2 separate regions of the Columba livia genome follow, and region 1 is linked to region 2. The links are chromatin contacts, called in public Hi-C maps. All regions are on one chromosome and are shown on one strand. The core of a region is the stretch at or near the end of the contact, and the rest is flanking DNA. Distances in the headings are between cores, read along the strand shown. Region 1 holds the start of AFTPH (aftiphilin). Region 2 holds the start of VPS54 (VPS54 subunit of GARP complex).

Region 1 (2,700 bases), core at 111-2,610, 300 kb before region 2:
TCTTGTCAACAATACTTCTCCTACACACTCCATTTATGAATAGAGGTTTGCTTTAAAACGAGTGTCAAACCTCTGAAGGTTTCAGTTTCTGTGCTGAAGCTGGAAGGAAGGGGCTGTCATTATCAAGAAAACAACTTACTGATGCTTTGAAGGAATCCTAAGGTTTAACCCTTGGTTTAAGGGATTGCGTACTCTAGGGAAAAAGCATATTTTGGTTCATCAGGTAGCCACTTACAGTACCAAACCGAAGTGTCGGGACCGAATAAGCATTTCAGCAATTGTCCCCCGTTTTAGAATGGCATTAATTGTAAATAAATTAAAATCATAACTGTGTTTTAACATGGCATCTTCAGATGCATTTAGCAACTGACACACTTTACGCCACTTAAAGAAGGCAAGCTTATGAGGAAAAGCCGAACACAGCGTAACTTCTTCTACCGCACCTCAAGCGACCGAGCCCTCTCCTCCAGCTGCGGCCCCGCTGAACTCCACAGGAACGCGGGGCAGCCACCCCGCCCGGGGCCGCTGCGAGGAGCGGCACAACGCCGCCGAAGGACAAAGCCGCCCGGCTCCGAGCCCGGCCCCGCCGCGGCCCGTCCCCCCGCTCCAGCCGCGGCGGGGCAAGCCGAGCAAGAGGCGCCTCCGCAAGGGGAGCGCTGCGGGGCTTCACTCCCCCCCGCCCCGACAGGGCGGCCCGGCCTCGCCGCCCTCCCCTGGGGACGGAGGGAGAAGGACGGAGAGCGCGCTGCCCTGACGGGCCCGGCCGCTGCAGGGCCCCGGGTGCAGCCCCCGGAGGTCCCCGCAAGCTACCGCGGGGCAGGGGGTGCCCTTCCCCCGCCAGGCCCGGAGGGAACGAACGGCCCCCCGCTCGGCGGCAGCGGCGGCGCCGATTCTTACCTGCGGGCTGCGCGGGAGGCGGCGGGGCCCGAGCGGGCATGGCGGCGGGAGGGAAGGGGACAGGGGACGCAGCCGGTTATCTGGGGCCTCCCGCGGCAACCGCCATCGAGGGGGAACCCATGTCACGGCGACAGGAACCGCGTCGCTGCGGCCCGGCCCCCTCCCGGCGGCCACCGCCTCCTGCCCCGCCACCGCCCACTTGGCCTCCCGGCAGGCAGCGCACCGCCGCCCCCGGAGTCGCGTCACTTCCAGCGGCAGCCGGCGGGGCGGGCACGTAAATTAATAAACAAACCAGCTACTAACGCCGCTGTGGTGATACCTACCCCTTGCTAGGTGAGGAGGATGGTGGTTTAACGGCGCTGTCGCCATATTGAGTGCTGGCAAGCCGCCTCCACCGCAGCAAGGCGGCCATCTTGGACGAGGGGTGAGGCGGTGCCGTGGGGATGCCGCGGCGGCCATGTTGGTCTCGGGAGGAAGAGGGCAGCGTCGGGTTGCAGTGTTTCCGTGCCCGGGGCCGTGCGGGCGTTTGCCCGCGGAGACATAAAAAACCCCCATCCAAAATAGAAATGGGGCATTTGTGGACAATCCCTCCCGGCAGCTGTCCGGAGGGCTGAGCTCCCCGGGGGAGCTGCGCTGTGGCTCGGAGCTTTGCCGCCAACACGACCGTGGTTATGCCCGCGCTGCGGGAGTGTTTGGTTTCCAAGCCTTGAGGGTTAGGCTGGCAGAGAGCGGGTCTAGAGTACTGCGTGCAGTTCTGGGCTCCCCAGTTCAAGAAGGACAAGGAATTACTGGAGGGAGTCCAGTGGAGAGCTGCAAACGTGATGAGGGGTCTGAAACATCTTTATTGCAAGGAAGGACTGAGAGAGCTGGGGCTGTTCAGCCTGGAGAACAAAAGGCTGAAAGGGGGTCTTATTTATGCTTAGAAATATCTCAAGGGTGGGTGTCAAGAGGATGGACCAGGCTCTTTTCAGTGGTGCCCAATGACAGGATGAGGGGCAATGGGTACAGACTGAAACACAGCAGGTTCCATGTAAACATGATGAGAAACTTCTTTACTTTGAGGGTGACCAAGCCCTGGAACAGGCTGCCCAGAGAGGCTGTGGAGTCTCCTCTGGAGACATTCAAACCCACCTGGACACTTTCCTGTGTGATCTGCTCTGGTGAACCTGCTTTAGCAGGTGGGTTGGACTGGATGATCTCCAGAGGTCCCTTCCAACCACCACCCGTCCTGTGATTTCTGCATAGGAGGTTTTGCTTACTGCAAATTTTCACCCCTTTGAAGTTTAGAGGGGAGTAGTGTGATCCCATATGTTTGATCCTCAACCCATGTCTGGAACAGGCTGCCATACCACTCACTATTCCACCTTTATGTCTCCTTGTGACCAAGGGGGTAAGTTCCTCAGCTTCAGAGTTTGCAGAGCTCTTAGTCCAGGTGGGATCCCCAAGGGCCTGTCTGCGTTGTGCTGAAACCTCAGCTCCTGAGCATCAGGGTCTGACGGAGTTACCACCTTCAAAGAGTAGTTTTGCGAATTTATTTCTGGAAAAAGAGATTCATGTATGCCTACGCTTCCTAGGGATGGTGTGTACATAGGCTAGTTGTCAGTCAAATCATGCTTTAGTTGAACTGGCTTTTTACAGTTTTGTTTGGGTTTTGGTTGTGCAAATTCTGTAAAGAGGAGTAGAAAGACTGACAAAAAGACATACAGATAAATACTCTATTTTTTAAACAATTTTAATATTTAAAAAATATATATCTTATTTGTTCTTTTTCCCAAGGAGCACAAGTAGATAGTGGTTTGACCT
Region 2 (2,700 bases), core at 187-2,686:
ACCCTGCTCCCCTCAACAAGGGCACTGCTGGGATGCATTTGTGGGAGCCCATGCACTCCAGGATGGCAGCACCTTGGCTGTGGGGCACTTAGTGGGGACTCTTGTCCCTTGGGATGGTGGTGCTGTAGCTGTGGGGCACTTGTGGGGTAGAGAAGCTGCTAAATTAATGTATACTGTGATTAGGTTACAAAAGACGTACCCATCATTAACCAGTTGACATGGTAAATGCTTTTTGACCACCTGCAAAACGAGGGGATATTTTCCAAGTTTCAGATCCTTCTGCATGACAAGAGGGAGAGAGAAGATTAAGTGATATATTGTTTACAAGCTGTTACGTTTATTTCTCCATTTCAGGGGATTCTCAAATGGCAGCACCTTGGCTATGGGGCATTTGTGGGGCCTCTCAAGTGATGGTGCCTCTGTAACAGCGGCACCTCAGCCATGAGTTACGGTGTCCCTCACACCCCAGGATGGCAGTGCTGTAGCTGTGGGGCACTTGTGGGGACTCCCACATGGCAGCACCTCATCCACGGGTAAAATGGAGAAATAAAATTAACAGCAGAGTCAATTATACTGTTAAGCAGCATTCTTTATTTTGTCAGTGCTGGGGAGCACTGGGGATCATCCTTCATTAGTGCTCCAAAGACTGGATGCTGTTGTGTTGCTTATATTCACGTAATTATTACATATGCATTACAATTTTTGAAAATTTTGGAATACAGAACATCTGTATTAAGAAATAATTGACAGTGTTAGTTACAATTATTTCTTACTTACAGTACCTCTATTAATTATTAGCTAAATACAAACTAAGCACTCTGCTTCTAAACAATGTATCACTTAATCTTCTGCCTCCCTCTCGTCATGCAAAAGGATCTAAAACTTGGAAAATATCCCCTCATTTTGCAAGTGGTCAGAAAGCAATTATCTCACGTCAATTGGTTAATGATGGGTGTGCCCTTTATAACTTAATCACAGTATATGTTGATTTGGCAGCTTCTCTTCATGGGGCCTGCCAGCTGGCAACACCTTGGCTGTGGGGCACCCACGGGCCCCTCACGCCCTGCGATGGCAGTGCTGTGGCAGCGAGGCACTTGTGAGGACATTGAAATGCTGTAGCTGTGGGACACTCGTGGGGCCTCTCAAATGCCAGCACTTCAGTTGTGAGTCACACACGGGGCCTCCCACATCCTGGAATGGCAGCACTGGGCACTCGTGGGGACTCCTAAGTGGCGGCGCCCCGGCTCCAGGACACCGCGGGATGGCACTGGGAGTCACCCCCAGCCCGGGTCTGGGTGGCGGCACCTCCGCTCCGAGGCCGCCCCCACGGGCCGGCGCGGCTCCTGAGGGGACGGAACCGCAACCCTAAGCGCGGGCGGGCAGGGGCAGCCCCTTCCGCCGGCCGCGGCGGCGGCTCCTCCCCGGGTCGGCGGGGAGAGGCGGTGCCTGGTCCCCTCCCGCCGCCTTCGTTGCCGCCGCTCGGGCCGCTTCCTGCGCCGCGCCGCCCTGCGCGGGGGGGGGAGCGACGTGTCGCCGCGGAGGCGCTGGCGCCGCGCTAGGCCGCGCCGCCCGCCCGCCCGGCGCCGCAGGTAGGCAGGGGGAGTTCCCCGCCCGGCCTGCCGCCCGCTGCCAGGCCGCCGGTGCAGGTGCCTCCCCGCCTCCGCCCGCGGCTGGGGGGAGGGGGGATCTCACGGAGAGCGGCCAGGAAAGTTGAATTTTCCCGGGTGCCCTTTGTCTTTGCGGCCCGGGCGCGGTGAGGGGCGGCCCGGGGCCGTGTGAGGGAGAGGAGGGTGTGAGGGAGGGTGTGAGGGAAGGGGCGCCAACTTTGAGGCGCGGGGGAATGCTGCACCGTTCTGCGTTTTTTTTTTTCCCCTGCAAATTTAGGTTTTGTATTTCCATGGTAACCCCCCGGTGGGAAACGGGTGGTGTCTGAACTCCGTGCCCATCCCTGGCGGGGAGACGCTGAGTGTGTGGAAGTGCCAGGGTTAAGCCAGGCTTTGCTGGGCTGCCCTGAGCACGGCGGTCGCCGCCCTCCCTCATGCGGGCTCTCCCCTTTAGGTCACCGACGTGCCGTCCCCCATCTCCCAGGCCAGGTGGTTTTCCGTGAGATGCGACAGGGAGAGATATGACGACGGCCTCCCCGAGATACGCCCGGCGTGTCCTTGCTAAGGTACGTCTGGCTCCGTGCGAGGCGATGCCGTGCTCGCCAGGTGTGGATTTTGTGAGCATCTGGTGCTGGTGTGGGAAAGTAACGTTTGGGGCAGGTGCTTGGGTTTTTTCTCTGTAATGCTGGCATGTGACACCCATGTTAATGGCGACTGGGATGGGGAGAGCTAAAGGATTTGTTGGTTCCAAAAAATGTTTTTTAGGATTGTGGTGGTTCCTGGGTTTATAGACAGTCCTAAAACTGTGTGCATAGACAAATGTAGTTTCTTACCTTTCCTTACTGTAATTTTTCAAAGACGGTATGTCACGATTAGAGAAATACCCATATGTGTTTGCAAAATACTTATCTCTTGCACTTTCAACAAAAAATTAACTTTCTCTCTATTTGACTGTCCAGTTTTGGACATAGTATTTTATTGATTCTCCTTTCCTTTTCCATTTTTCTTAACTTTTATCAGTACTTAGGATTTCTGTTACAGACCATCGAGTGATCCCAAACATTTGAAGTACCTCTTTTAAAGTAAATAAAAATAT

What was found. A called contact is a pair of places that touch in the nucleus more often than the background predicts.
Region 1: a contact with region 2 is called in a Hi-C map of liver, with 4 times the contacts expected there. The contact joins the promoter of AFTPH here to the promoter of VPS54 in region 2. A contact is called at or near these places in 2 of 2 Hi-C or Micro-C datasets (crop and liver).

The regions. Positions count from the first base shown.
Region 1 is chr3:112,178,481-112,181,180 of bColLiv1.pat.W.v2, reverse strand. AFTPH (aftiphilin) reads right to left here and starts at 1,360. Exons shown (of 8, transcript XR_010471890.1): 1 at 1,221-1,360. It overlaps LOC135579209 (a long non-coding RNA gene), which reads left to right and starts at 1,095. Exons shown (of 2, transcript XR_010471897.1): 1 at 1,095-1,230.
Region 2 is chr3:111,877,130-111,879,829 of bColLiv1.pat.W.v2, reverse strand. VPS54 (VPS54 subunit of GARP complex) reads left to right here and starts at 1,436. Exons shown (of 24, transcript XM_065059241.1): 1 at 1,436-1,589; 2 at 2,059-2,170.